Regions from separate parts of the Mus musculus genome. Here all the other regions are linked to region 3. Evidence: chromatin contacts called from public promoter capture Hi-C data. All regions are on one chromosome and are shown on one strand. Each heading gives the region's core, a stretch centred on a gene start, on an enhancer-like site or on the middle of the called end of the contact. The rest is flanking DNA. Distances are from core to core; before and after follow the strand shown. Region 1 holds the start of Isoc2b (isochorismatase domain containing 2b). Region 2 holds the start of Zfp579 (zinc finger protein 579). Region 3 holds the start of Zfp954 (zinc finger protein 954). Region 4 holds the start of Ppp1r12c (protein phosphatase 1, regulatory subunit 12C). Region 5 holds the start of Tnni3 (troponin I, cardiac 3).

Region 1 (2,700 bases), core at 2-2,501, 2.3 Mb before region 3:
AAGCGCAAGAACGGTATGGCAAACTCCCATCTGTGCTCCCTGAATGGCAAATGTAGATTTTTTTTTCCTTAAAAATTTCTATTTATTTATTTAGTTTCTATATGGGAGAGGGTATCCATGCCATGGGGCATATGTGGAGGTCAGAGACAAGCGAAGGAGTCATTTCTCTCTGGATCCCAAATGTGTGTGTTGATCAGATTTACTTTTAATTTTAAAAAAATATTTATTTATCTATTCCCTGTATATGAGTGCTCTGTCTACATGTATGCCTGCATGCCAGAAGAGGGCAGCAGATCCCATTACAGATGGTTGTGAGCCATTCTGGAAGAGGAGCCACTGCTCGTAACTGCTGAGCCATCTCTCCAGCCCGGACTGGGTTTATTATATGAGTGTTTGACCTGAGACTGCATAGCCACATGCATGTAGTGTCTGTGGAGGCTGGAAGAGGTAGTCGGGTCCCCTGAAACTAGATTTAAAGACGGTTGTAAACCACCGTCTGGGTGCTGAGTACCAAACCCAGGTCCTCTACAAGAGAAACCAGAGTTCTTAGCCACTGAGCCATGTCTACTCGCCCCCCCTTCTCTATTCCCCTCATAGGTTTTTAAGGCTTATGTCCCAAGGGCTGGGTTCTTGGCTTGGGAACCCATTTTTGGGAGGCACAGTGTGAAGGAAATGAGCAAGGGGGCTGGATGGAGTTCAGTGGTAGAGAGCACTTGATTTGCCTGGCTTTCATGACAGCCAGGCTCAGTTCGCCAGATTTGATCGAGATGGACTGGGGACACAGATGGGAGAGGATCCACGATGCTTTAGGGAGAGCGATACAGAGGAGCACGTAATTGTGAGAGAAGCGGGGACCACAACTCCTGGAACCAGGAATTTCAGGCTGTGTGACCCTGGGTGAGTTTCCCTTCCTCTCTGGGTCTCTTTTTTTCTCCAGGGTTAGCTCACTGGCGGGGTTGATGCAAAATTTGTCTCTAGAGAGGGTTGGGGACTCTCCCCGCGGGTCTATCCTGAGACCAAATGGAATGCCATTCCAACCCCCGAACCCGACACCCTGCAAAGCTTCCGTTTCCCGGTCTGAATGACGGGATGGTGGGTTTGCAAACAGCCAGCAAGTAACGAACCGGACTTACTCGAAGGTCCCAGGTTCGAGTTCGGGCCCCTTTTCCAAGAAGTCCCGTGACCTTTTCCCCGCTGGATTCCCACTGACCCCGTACTGGGCCTCCTTTTTGCCCTTTGTAGACACGTAGTCAGAGCCGCGGGTCTACACCCCCGCGCCGAGCCAACCAATCGGCGTTCGCCTCACTCTGTTCTACTCCATCCTGTTAATTCGATTGGTCTGAAGAAACTGGAGCAGGCGGAGAGACAGAGGGTAGGACCAATGAAAATCCACGGAGGGAGGGCCTTGGCTGAGAGCTCGGCTTCTAACCCGGAAGGAGGGTGAAGAACGACCAGAGAGCTAGAGGCTCAATCTTGGCTAGTGTAGGGTTCATGGCACCATCCACTCCATCCGGGGCGACCGGGGAGAGGTGATGCTTTCTGTAACCTAGCTCTAGGAAGGCTGAAGCACGAGTATCGCCAGTTCGAGACTAGCCGGGACTGCGTGGTGAGACCCTGTCAACCAAAACAACAGCCGGGCATGGTGGCGCAAATGTTTAGTTCCAGTAATCATCATAAACCGATGATTTAGTTAATGGTTTAGTTCCAGTACTCAGGAGGCAGAGGCAGGCATAATTCTGACTCTACAACGCGAATTCCAGAATAGCCAGTACAACACGGAAGTAAGTCCTGTCTCGAAAACCCGAAAGTCAAACTAAGAAAACAAAAGAACAAGCCTCGTAAGACATTTTCCCCCACTGCTTGCCAGTTAGCTTTTTCTCCAGGAATTCAGGACTTGTCTCCTTGGGTGGTCTATATAGAAAACTGACTCTGTACTTAGAAGTGGGGGTTAAGAGAGAGAGGATTACTTCATCCAGATATATAAACCTGGTATGGTGGCTCAGGGCCGGTAATCCCAGCGTTCTAGAAGCTGAGGCCTTGAGTTCAATGAATAAGAAAACAAAAGCTGATTACGGTGGCTTAATACCCATGACCCCAAGTACTCAGAAGTGGAGACAGGAGGATTTCTTCACCTTGAAGTTATGAGAAAAGGGCTAGGCATGGTGGCTAACGAGGACTGTAAACCCAGCACTTGGGAGGCTGAGTGTGGGTGAGGATCTTTTGGGGGAGAGATATATATATACACAGAGTTCCAGGTTAGCCTGGGCCACAGAGTGTGACACTGTCGAACAAAGAAAAAGAAATAAGGCTGGAACTGTAGCTCAGGTGGCAGAGTCCTTGCCTGGCATGAATAAAGCCTTCGCTTTAGTGCCCAGCACTGTATGCATGGGGGTGGGGTGAGGGTGGGAGAGATGGGGGATGGGATGGGACTGGGAAGGCAACCGGCAGAGGTTCAAAGTTGGTCTCCCCAGAACAGTGAACTCAAGTGCATCCTGAAACTGAGCCTCAAAAACAAAATGAGCTGAACAAAGATTAAAAACAACAAGCCAGACAGTGGTGGAGGCTCACAGTCGCCTGTAATTCTACTTCCAGGGGCTCAGACACCTTCTTCTGGCCACTTTGGCACTGAATGCATGTGGTAAGCAGACACATGGGCAGACACACACCCAAAATTTTATAAACACACACACACACGAAGAA
Region 2 (2,700 bases), core at 107-2,606, 2.1 Mb before region 3:
GGAAGAGGCGACCACAGGTTGGGCAGGGCAGAGGCGCCCTAGGGGCTCCAGCACCCCCTCTGCCACGACCACGGCCTCGGCCACGGCCACGGCCACGGCCTCGGCCTCGGCCACGGTCACGGTGAGGTGGGCTGCCCTGGGCGGGTGGAGGGGGCTGTGGATCCATGCCTGTGGGGAAAAGGGGAAGAGGCAGGGGTGGGGAGAAGAGATGAAAGATGTGGGGTGAGGTGAAGAGGAGAGCAGAGGTACAGGGCAGGTAGATCCACAGTTCAGAAGAGGATACAGATGAAAGTCGGGAGAGGAAGGTGGTGAGGAGGCAGAAGGGGATAGACACAGGAAAGGAGAGGAGAGAGTTGTGGAGACGTAGGAAAGGGGGGCCAAGTTCAGGAGAAACACAAAGGAGAGAGATAGAGAGAAAGAAAACATAGATATCAGAGGTGGGAACGGTCAGGAAGACAGAACAAGACACATACAGAGGAGACACAGGGAGACAAAGTCAGCCAATTGATTTTGCTCTAGTGCCCTGGGGCTTGAACATTCCTGGAGGGGCTGGGAACCAGTCCACCCTTGGGGCCCAAGTAGGGTGGGATTCAAAGTCAAGAGGCCCTGGAAATAAAAAGTCCATAAGTCAGGGGCTGGGAGGGACCAGTGGGTAGCCGGGCTTAAGCCCCTGGGTCTGTGAGAGGAGAGCTGGGGTCTGGATTCCTGGGTCTGAGGGAGGAGGAATGGGGTCTGGATTCCTGGATCGGAAGGAGGAGGGCTGGGGTCTGGGCTCCTGGGTCTGAAGAAGGTCGGGGTCTGCACTCCTGGGTCTGAGGGAGGACCTGGACTCCTGGGTTTAAAGAAGGGCTGATTTCTGGATCCCTGGGTCTCAGGCAAGAAGACTGAAAGGTAGGACTCCTGGGTCTCAGATAGAACCAGATAGGCGAACTAGACTCTTGCAGGTAGACGCAGCCTCTGAGTCCGGGTGAAGGAAGAAGCTGGGTAAGGGGCCCTGACTCACAAGACAAGGGGGAGGAGTGGACTGGGAGCTGGGCTGCAGAAAATCCTCAGCGAGAAAGCTGTGGCCAGACCCCTGGCCGGGCGTGGTGTCGGGGGAGGGCGTGGAACCTGCCGGCTGTCGGGGGATCTAGGTCCAAGAGGGGGTCTATCTGTTCCGGGTAGGTGTGATCTGCAGAACTAAGGCAGCGGGTCGAGGCCTTGCAGATTGCTCTGCGCAGGGCCTGGGGCTCGCCCCAGTCTCAGGGAGCCGGTCTTACCTCCACCTCCTGCGCTCCTTTCTTCCTTCCCTGCGGCCGGGCGATCGCGGACAGTGGTGGCGGAGAGGGAGGGGGTTGAGCGTAGTGGGAGGGGTGGGGGTGGAGAAGGAGGCTGGGCTCGGTGTTACAGCCTAAGCCTTCCCCCCGGAAACCCGGTGCTTGGTCGGAGGCCAGAAGAGGAAAGACTGGCTGAGAAGCCGGAAGCGGAGGGCCAGGGACCTGGTGGGGGTGCGGGGGGGGGGGGGGCGGGAGCAGAGGAGGGAGCTGCGGCTCCTGGATCCCGGGAGGGGAAGGGGCTGAAGGCCTGTCCTTTGGACCCTCAGAGGAGGAGGAGGCTGCAAGCCTGGGAATCTGGATCCAGCTTTCCACCCCTCCTCCATTTCCCAGCAGATAACACATATTCATTCATTCTTTCAACAAACAGGCATTTATCAAGCCCTGCCGGTGCCAGGCACTGTGCTGGCTGCTGGGTCTGAAGAAGGCAGAGATGGAGATGAACGAAGCAGTGAGTGATACAGGCTTGAGAGTGAACATCAATGATACAAGGAGTGCACCTCTATGATCGAGCCTGACTCTCACTGTCCCTTGGTTGCCTGGGCAAGCAATTCTCTCTTCTCCGAGCCTCAGTTTCTCCCTTTATGGTAAGCCCCAGGATCACAACCCGACCAGTTTTATCAGAACACCTACTGTGGGCTGGCTCTGTCCTTGGTGCTGGATCGATAAAGGCAAAATTCATACTATGATGAAAAGGGACAAACAAGAGTCAGTCACAGACGGTGTGACGAGGGAAGCTCTTGTTTTGGGCAAAGTGCTGTGGAATGAAGGGGATGGAAGAGACAGTGAGCTGGCTTTCAATGGGAGTGAATGCCATTCCTCTAGTCTTCCTTGGCAACTACGTTTCTGGAACTTGGAGCTTTAATGTTTCAGCCTGCTACATGGGCCACATCTCAAAGTATATATGATGGAGAAAAAGGGCCGTTTCAGTTATCTGCCTGCATTACAGTGTTGTTTTCTTTAGGGTTAACTTCATGCCAAACATAGTTGGCAAGAGGCTGGGTAAACTGTTCCTTTTGTACGTGTCTGGGTGAGTAGAGGTTTGGAAAGCTTTGATATGCTAGTAATTCCAGGAATTTACCCTTGAGAAACCAGAAACATGCAGTATTATACTTGTGCCAGTCCATTGCGGCTGCTTTCTTTTTCTTTTTAAAAACATTTCAGGGGGCTGGTGAGATGGCTCAGTGGGTAAGAGCACCCGACTGCTCTTCCGAAGGTCGGAAGTTCAAATCCCAGCAACCACATGGTGGCTCACAACCATCCGTAACGAGATCTGACGCCCTCTTCTGGAGTGTCTGAAGACAGCTACAGTGTACTTACATATAATAAGTAAATAAATAAAATCTTAAAAAAAAAAAAAAAAAAAAACATTTCAGTATAGGTATTG
Region 3 (2,700 bases), core at 142-2,641:
TGTTTTAGAATGTATAGGTTTATCTATATACAATTGGGAGGCAGGTGGTGGTGGCTTTCATCTTTAATCCTATACAGAAAAAGCCTGTCTCAAAAAACCAAAAAAGATGTCAGGCAGTGGTGGCACGCTCCTTTAATGCCAGAACTAGGGAGGCAGAGACAGGTAGATCTTTGAGTTCAGGGCTAGGCTGATTTACAGAGAGAGTTCCAGGACAGTCAGGGCTACACAGAGAAACCCTGTCTCTATAAAAAGCCAAGGGGAAAATGAAAAAAAAAAGTTATTGGGTAAGCATGGTGTGCATCCCTTTAACTGCAACACTTGGAAGGCAAAGGAAGGCAGATCTCGGAGACTGAGGCAAGCACTGGCTACATAGGCCAGCCAGACCTGAGTTCCAGGGGGAAAAGTAGTTAACACAGCAGACTTTAGTTAAATGCTGAATGTTTTCACATAAGTAAGTAAGTAAGTAAGTAAATGAATGAATGAATAATAAAAGGGAAAGAAAGTACTACTTTAAAGTCAAACAAGCAGGAAGTGGGAGGTCCTGCCTTTAATCCAATCACTCTAAAGGATTGCAAGTTTGATTCTAGCCTCGTTTACATAGCCTCGTTTACATATGTCTCAAAAAAATTCAGATATTTGAAGACTAATCTCTCCCTCTATGGTCTACAACCCTAACTGCTGCATTAGTCCACAGCATTTACCTAAGGATTCATAGATCTCTGTCTCCATCCACATAACTTCATCCTTGCTCAATATTCCCCCGGAGATGCTTGGGAAAGTTTGAATAGATCAAGTTTCACCTCTGTTCAAATCTTCCATGGCTACCAGTCTCTCTATAAACAAAAGTCAGGTCCTTAGGGGTACTGGGCCCTTTTTCCCTCATCTAAAACGCCAGTAGAGGTCACCCCAGGGCTCTGTCTCCGAGCTCAGGCCCGCCCACAAGCCTTGGGAGGTACAGTCCAACAGGCACTGTGAGTCAGAGGGGATGGCTCTAGCGATCTAGCACACAGATGTCAAAAAACATTATTTCGTTCATCCGTACCCTACAGTCGGGGACATGAACGTCTGCCCTGTTGGCTCCTGACCCAGATCTCAGTGCTCTAGAACTCAGGTAGGTGGGCGATCACTAGGCACTCACCTGGGGCAGGGCTCCACCCGCAGCCTCCACAATCACCATCGGGCTCCAGAGGATGGTGGGGCCCTGGGAAGTCGCCATCCGCACTCGAAGCCTGGATCAGATCACACGAGCTGTCGCAAACCTCAGATCCGTCTCTGTGACGGGGGACAAACGCTTTTAACGTGCCGGCTTTCCTGCCATGGCCAAAGCAGATGACACCAGTTTTCTGTGAGCCATACTGACGGGTCCAGGAAGTTACAAAGAACCTCCAGCACGCAAAGCCAAAAGTCCCGCCCAACGGTTCTCGCCGTCGCTGAAATGCCCATTTTCATTGGCTGAGTTTCATGCAATGTTTTCTGGGCAATGTAGTTCATGCAGGAGCAAATTTCTGCGATCCGGACACAACTGCCCTGCTTGACAAGACCAAGTTTCAGTGGATTTCTTGGCACTGGCGTGGAGACTATTTTCTCCACACCGTTTTCTACCTTAGGTGAGTTAGATGTGGATTAGAAATAGTAGAGGCTGAGTCACAAGGTCAGGCTTGCTGGAACTCTTAAATTACAGAACTGCAGGCAGAGGCAGGTAGATTTCTGTGTTTTCGAAGCTGTCATAGTGTGTTCCAGGCCAGACAGGGCTACATAGTGAAACCTTGTTTTATTTGATGTCTAGAAATACAGGAGACGGGCAAAGTTGAATTTTGCATTTGAGACATTTGCCTTGTGTGAAATGATACTCGCCAGGTTCGTGGGCTAATAAATACAGAAATGGTGACCATGGAAGAGGGGAAAAGGACATGTTTGGATTGGATTCAAAGATTCCTTCACCACAGGACTCTAGATTCAGACACTTCTCACACCACTATGGAGTCGTCAGGATTAATGCTTCTATTGTGCTAAGAGAAAATTAAAGGAACATTTAGGAACATTTAGGAAGCTTTGCTGTACTCCCCCCCCCCCCCAAGACTGCTCTGGAAAATGCGAACACGGGCGTATCTGTAATCATGACAGTGTCCGCAGAAGTCCTGTTAATTTCATGCATATCGCTTCTCCACTTTCCCCTTCTGCAACTGTCCCGGTTTCCCATGGTCCACATTGTCTGAACTACAATACCCAGAAGAGATGGCTCATACACCTTTAATTCCAGCACTTGAGAGGCAGAGACAAATGGATCTTGGAGTTCAAGGCTAACTTTCTCTACAGAGCAATTTCCAGTAATACACAAGAAACCCTTTTACTAAAAGAAAAACAAGGTTGGAAGGTAGGAGCGGAGATAGGTTTTGTCTTCTGACATCTGGACAAGTCTGAAATCTGCTGCCTTAGTGTGACTGATTCTAAGCCTTAAGTAGGAATGCCTCTATTCATGAGCCTCTCAGGTCAGCTGGGTCAGCTGGGCTGCAAACTCTTGATGCAGATGAGATGGTACATGGTCCCCGGTCTACTGATGTTACAGAACCCTGGGGTCTGGATAATGAGCCCAGGCACAGGGCTGATGTCCCTGATAGCAATCCAGTCCTAGAAGGTTGTTTTTATTGTTTTTATTTTTACTCTCCTGAAGATTGTATTTCCTTTCTGTGCCAGTACTAC
Region 4 (2,799 bases), core at 297-2,796, 2.6 Mb before region 3:
ACCCAAGCAACAACACAAGATGGTCCTGACTCTCGGGCACAGAGCACTGGAAAAAAATAATGTGTGGAATAGGTTCTAGAATCCTGGGAGGTGATAGGGTGGAAATCTAGGAGAGAGGGCACACTTTTTGAAGAAGGACGTTGGTTGCCTAAATAAAGTCTAGGAGATGAACCAACAATAGGTGAAGTGGCCATGTAATTCCAGAAATAAGAAGGGCAGAGAAGGGCCTGGCATGGTGGCGCACGCCTTTAATCCCTGCACTGGGGAGGCAGAGGCAGAGGCAGAGGCAGGCGGATTTCTTAGTTGGAGGCCAGTCTGGTCTACAGTGAGTTCCCAGCCAGGGCTATACAGAGAAACCCTGTCTCGAAAAAAAGAAGAAGAAGGAGGAGGAGGAGGAGGAGGAGGGCAGAGACATAAGGACCTGCATTTGAGGATGGCCTGGGCTACATAGCAAGACCTTGTCTAAAGGAAAAACAACAAAACAAAAGGAAAAGTGGTCCAGCTCCTCGAAGAGCAAATGCCTACAAGTTTCCAGGAAGGCAAACAATGTAAACAGAGAAAGAGAGTTGAGGAGAAACTTCTATAAGAGGTGACAAGCTCCCCAAATTGGGGGGGGGGGGGATGAATTGATAATGTAATTAAGGACATGGGATTGTAGGTAAGAGAAAAGATTAAAAAAAAAAAAAAAAGCAAAGGATGACGCGACAGAGGAAATGCCTTTTCAAGGAAACAACGTGGTACACTGTCCTGAGGCCACAACGTACAGCACAAGTCACGGGAAGAAGAGGAAGGCACAAACAGGATGGACCTTCAAAGAAGTGACACTGAAGGACCTGGGCCTAAAGAGGGTCAAGTCAGAGTGCAGGAGAACGAAACCACAGGCCTGGGTCAGGAAAGACTTCAGCACAGTCAAACAAGTACCAGCTAGGAAAGGAGGAACCCGGCCAGCATAGGCACGGAAGTAAGCGATGCTGCAAAAAATGCACGGGAGAGAGATGACAGCACGAATGACAGAGAAGAGGCGGCCACAGAGCAGGCGGGATCCTCAGCGATGGCACAGTCGAGGGGAGGTGGATCAGGGCCGAGGAGGGAGGATGCCCGAGTGGCGAAGACGCGGGGCGGGGGCGCTGACCTGGTGCAGGGCGCTGATGCCATCCGCGTTGGTGGAGTCGAGCACGGCACGGGCAGGCGGAGGGACGGCGGGGTCGGACGCAGCGCCGGAGCCGGGACCGGGATCCGCTGCGCGCAGCATCAGGCGAGCCTCGTCCAGATCGCCCCCCGCGCAGGCCGCCAGGAACTCAGCGGCGCGCTCGAAGCGGACCGTGCGGGCTCGCCGCTCCCCGGGGCCCGGGTCGGCGCCCGCCCGAGCCCCCCACTGCCGCAGCTGCTCCTGCCGCCGCTCACGGGCGGCCGCAGCAGCCGCCGCCGCCCCCGGGCCCGCTGCCGGACCATCCTCGCCGGACATCGCGCCGGCCGCTCGCCCGCCTACTAAGCGAGCGAGCGAGCACCGGGCGACGAACAGCCGCCACCCGCCCGCCCCGGGGGCCGCCGGGAACCGCCGCGCGACAAGCACCGCCCAGAAGCTCGCCCAGCCCCCGCTCGGTATATTGACGTCACGGCGCCGACCCAAAGCCCTCTGGGTAACCGAGTCCCGCCTGAGACTTGCGTAGCTATCGCTGGGGGCAAGGGCCTAAAAAGAAGCCCCTCGTAGCGAGCTGGGAAGTGGAGTTTCTCCCCATTGAGGAGCCTTGCATAACTTGAGCAGATAGGTTAGAGAATGAGGCAGCCGGCAGGCCGGCAGAAGTGCTGGGAAATGGGTTCTACAAGCGGAAGTCTTCGCTAGACTCGCTATATATCCTGAGGCACGTTTAGAAATCCGGAGCTGGAAGGGGTCGAACGAAAAACTCAAAAGGCACGCCCTCAATCCCAGCACTTGGGAGGCAGTGAGTTCGAGGCCAGTCTGGTCTGATCCTGGTCCTGAGTTCCAGGACAGCCAGAGCTACACAGAGAAACCCTCTCTCGAAAAAACAAGCAAAAAGAGAACTGCCTAAAGGAGGACATGTCCCTAGGGAGTGCTGGGAATCTGGGTAGAGCGGCCGGACAGGCTACTGGGGCATGCTGGGAAATGTAGTGTACTTTGTAAAGTGACTACCCCAAGGCGCATGGGAAATGATAGCGGATAGCGGATCCTGAGAGATAGAAATAAATTTTGCATACTTTTTACGATTTGTTTTGAGATAGGATGGCGCTCGAACTCATTAATAATGCCCTTGAACTTCTGATCTTCCTGTCTCCATCTCCTAATTGCTGGGATTACAGGAGTCTGTTTGTTTGTGTGTGTGTGTGTGTGGGGGGGGGGTTATTTTTGTTTTGAGACAGGGTCTCAGTATGTAGCCCTGCCTGGTTTGAAGCTCACTATGCAGACAGAATGGCCTCGAACTCACAAAACTCCGCCTCCTCCTGCCTCTGGAGTGATGAAATTAAAGGAGTGCCACCATGCCGTACTTGTTTTGGTTTTGAATCTGTCCCTCTCCCATCGGCTATAAGTAAACTCGATTTGTTTTCTTTGAGACCCTCTTAGTCCTAATGACTAGAACTAAGCCTGAGAGTAGGCAATAAAAAATATTTCGAATGAATGAATGAATGGGCTCCCTAAGGCATCAGGTAGACCAAGGGCCGACGGGAAATTGAGTTCTCAAACAAGATTAAAGCTTGTCACCGCCAAACTCATCTTTTAACATGGCGATAAAGTTCCCGAGCAAAGTTCAAGGAAATCAGATAACATAGGGCAAGCTGGGA
Region 5 (2,700 bases), core at 153-2,652, 2.6 Mb before region 3:
CCAAAAAGTATAAGAATAACAAATTTCCCTCCATCCTCCAGAGAGACAGAATATCCGAACATCCAAGTTTGTGTCTTTTATTCAAAACCTGCCTCGTTTCTGCCCGCGCGCACGTGGGGGGGGGGGGCGGGGGAGGCGGGGACTGACACACTCCGGAAGCGAAACCACTCCCCCAAAGCTCCGCCCACCCAAGCCCACCCACTGCGACCTCATCATCACCTTCAACTGAAGTTTTCTGGAGGCGGAGATCTTAGACTTTTTCTGCCAAGGTGATATGGAGAAAGGTCAGTGTGAGGTCCCAAAGTGGACACTGGGTGGAGCTGCAAGGCATCACGACCCACTCGAGTGCATACCCATTCGGGTCAGACATTCTTCAACCAGAACGCGGAGTCCACTGGAAGCCACGCTCCTCGGTCCCATCTACCAATCTTTGTCTCCGACTAGAGCTACGCACTGCCTATCTATTCACTGCTAACCACTACGCTCACGCCTAAACCTTGCTGTAGGCAAGTTCCCCCCAACCACAGGCCGCTGTCACCAAGCCCAACCTGAACCTTTCTGAAATTCTGCCCCACCCATAGGGCTCTGCCCATCACCCTACCACCCCTTTCCAGGGCCTTGGTCCTGCCCCCTTCTGGGTCTCAGAGGATTCTTGAACCCAGAAGCCCATCCTCTTGGACCCCGCCCCACCTTGGCGTGTGGCTCGGTGGCATAGGCTCGGTAGTTGGCAGAGGAGCGGCGTCGGACAGGAGCAGGCGCAGGCTGCGGTTCCCCAGCCTGGAATTGAAGCAGGCTACATCACTACCCAAACCCTCCCATCCAGCCCTTCCTGGATACCTCACCTCTAGCGGCAGGTTCCCCTGCCCACTGGTCCCCAGTCCTCTCCCTGCAGCACCCACTCTGGACCGAAGGTTCCCTACCCCACTTCTTAGCTCACAGCTCACCGCATCGCTGCTCCTGAAGAGAGAGAAACCGTGAAGAGGAAATCACTGATGGTGGTCCCCTGACTCTTGAACCCCAGGAGTCTGATTCCCAAATTCTTACCTCATTTCTACAGAAATCCAACCACCCTTGCCTCCTACTCTCTCAGGACAAGTATCCAACCTGGTTGCACCCTCAAGACCCACCGCACCTCTCCCTGTTGAGGTCTCCACCCCAAGGCTACGAAGATTCACATACTCATCAGCCATGATGATCTCCAGAGGCAGAGAACAGGATCGGAGATTCCTGGAGGGTCCTGGAAGGGTGTCCCTGGTGACCTTGGAGGTCTCTAGAGGTTGGGTTTCCTCTGGGCTGCTCAAGCCTCACTGAGGACACTGAGATAAGGGGCGAGGACAAAGACTAAATATACTGCTGTCTCCTCCCCTGCCCAGGATAAGCGATAACAGGGTGTGAGGGGAGCCGTGTGCAAAGCTCCAGTTGGGTCAACCAAGGTGCCCAGGATCTACACCCCTCCTCCTTTGACTCTAGCGCCCCAGCTCCCTCCTCCCTCAAACTTAGGAAAACCCGGAGCAAGGTCCCTCTTCTCTCAAATCCAAGAGTCTAGACTTCAGCTTCCCATGTTCATACCCAGAAATCCATGCCGGCCTTCTGTCCTCACACCTAGGTCCCTCACTGAACTGCAGTCTTTCTGGGACCTAGTGTGTCCTTTCTCTCCCCCACGTTTCTGTCGGTTTCAGTGGCCCTGGCATGTTTAGTTTGAAGGATCTTATCCTTCACTCCTGTGAAATTCAGCCAAGCCCACTTGCAAACCCACAATCGGGACCCATCCCTGCTGCTCCCACCCTTCTTGGCACTGGAGACCGACTGAGGACAGGACACACAGAGGTGACCCTGCGCTTTTTATTTGAATCACATTCAAGGAAGGCTATGCCCTTGTCCTTCCCAAAAGCAGCATGTCAAGAAAGGCCCAAGACAAAAGAGAGGATCTGGAGCCCAGGGTTGTCCCTTCAGCCTTCGATCCTTGTCAGGATAAGTCTCAGATAACAGTCTAGGACCCATCCCCCACCCTCACCCCTACCCCCCAAATAGTACAACCGAGAGTTCCAGGAAAGGAATTTGAAGTTCTAGTCATATCCCTGGGGTTGAGAAGGAACGCAGAGTAAAACCGCATGCAGGTGGGCTGAGCTGGTGATGTCAATCCCTGGGCCTGCTTCAGCAGTTAAAGGTGGGCTACGTGGTCCCTGGGGTTCATGTTACATGTTTTGGAGGTGCATTCACCCAGGACGTTGCCATAGCTTCCTGGAGTGGGCTTATCACTTCCGGAGGAGAGGCCAGGTCGGCTTGGGGAAGGCTGATTGCTTCTACAGGCAGGACTAGCTTAGCCTGGGGTGGGCTCATCGCCTCTAGAGGTGGGATCTGGTCAGCTTTGGATGGGCTCAACGCTTCTAGAGGAGGGGCCTGGTTGGCCTGGGGTGGACACATTGTCTCTAGAGGTGGGGCCAGGTCAGCCAGGGGTGGGCTCATCGCCTCTAGAGAGGGGGCCTGGTTAGCCTGGGGCGGACTTATCGATTCTGGGAGAGGGGCGCGGGTAGATTCCACTTTGGAGGGCGCGGGTCCAGATTCCACAGCTGAGTCTCCGCCACCCGGAGTGGAGTCCCCTAACTTGTAGAACCTCGCAAAAGTCTCCGAGGGTTTGGTTGCAGTGTGAGGGGCGAACCCAGCCACCCGCGCTATCTCTACAACGCGGTCAGAGAACGC

The links. Promoter capture Hi-C pulls out the DNA fragments that hold promoters and counts their contacts.
Region 1: a contact with region 3 is called in a promoter capture Hi-C map of pre-B cells, with 5 times the contacts expected there. The contact joins the promoter of Isoc2b here to the promoter of Zfp954 in region 3. A contact is called at or near these places in 2 of 39 promoter capture datasets (liver and pre-B cells).
Region 2: a contact with region 3 is called in a promoter capture Hi-C map of liver, with 4 times the contacts expected there. The contact joins the promoter of Zfp579 here to the promoter of Zfp954 in region 3. A contact is called at or near these places in 2 of 39 promoter capture datasets (liver and pre-B cells).
Region 4: a contact with region 3 is called in a promoter capture Hi-C map of pre-B cells, with 3 times the contacts expected there. The contact joins the promoter of Ppp1r12c here to the promoter of Zfp954 in region 3. A contact is called at or near these places in 2 of 39 promoter capture datasets (cranial neural crest and pre-B cells) and 1 of 115 datasets of contacts at active chromatin or transcription factors (astrocytes).
Region 5: a contact with region 3 is called in a promoter capture Hi-C map of pre-B cells, with 3 times the contacts expected there. The contact joins the promoter of Tnni3 here to the promoter of Zfp954 in region 3. A contact is called at or near these places in 3 of 39 promoter capture datasets (hippocampal neurons, liver and pre-B cells).

Annotation. Positions count from the first base shown.
Region 1 is chr7:4,864,928-4,867,627 of GRCm38.p6, forward strand. It overlaps Isoc2b (isochorismatase domain containing 2b), which reads right to left and starts at 1,252. Exons shown (of 6, transcript NM_026158.2): 1 at 1,134-1,252.
Region 2 is chr7:4,994,745-4,997,444 of GRCm38.p6, forward strand. It overlaps Zfp579 (zinc finger protein 579), which reads right to left and starts at 1,357. Exons shown (of 2, transcript NM_026741.2): 1 at 1,260-1,357; 2 at 1-168. The coding sequence starts at 166.
Region 3 is chr7:7,120,085-7,122,784 of GRCm38.p6, forward strand. Zfp954 (zinc finger protein 954) reads right to left here and starts at 1,392. Exons shown (of 5, transcript NM_172738.3): 1 at 1,139-1,392. The coding sequence starts at 1,216.
Region 4 is chr7:4,500,134-4,502,932 of GRCm38.p6, forward strand. Ppp1r12c (protein phosphatase 1, regulatory subunit 12C) reads right to left here and starts at 1,547. Exons shown (of 22, transcript NM_029834.3): 1 at 1,133-1,547. The coding sequence starts at 1,465.
Region 5 is chr7:4,521,126-4,523,825 of GRCm38.p6, forward strand. Tnni3 (troponin I, cardiac 3) reads right to left here and starts at 1,403. Exons shown (of 8, transcript NM_009406.4): 1 at 1,180-1,403; 2 at 945-957; 3 at 691-777; 4 at 220-261. The coding sequence starts at 1,190. It overlaps Dnaaf3 (dynein, axonemal assembly factor 3), which reads right to left. Exons shown (of 12, transcript NM_001033548.3): 12 at 1,808-2,700. The coding sequence ends at 2,191.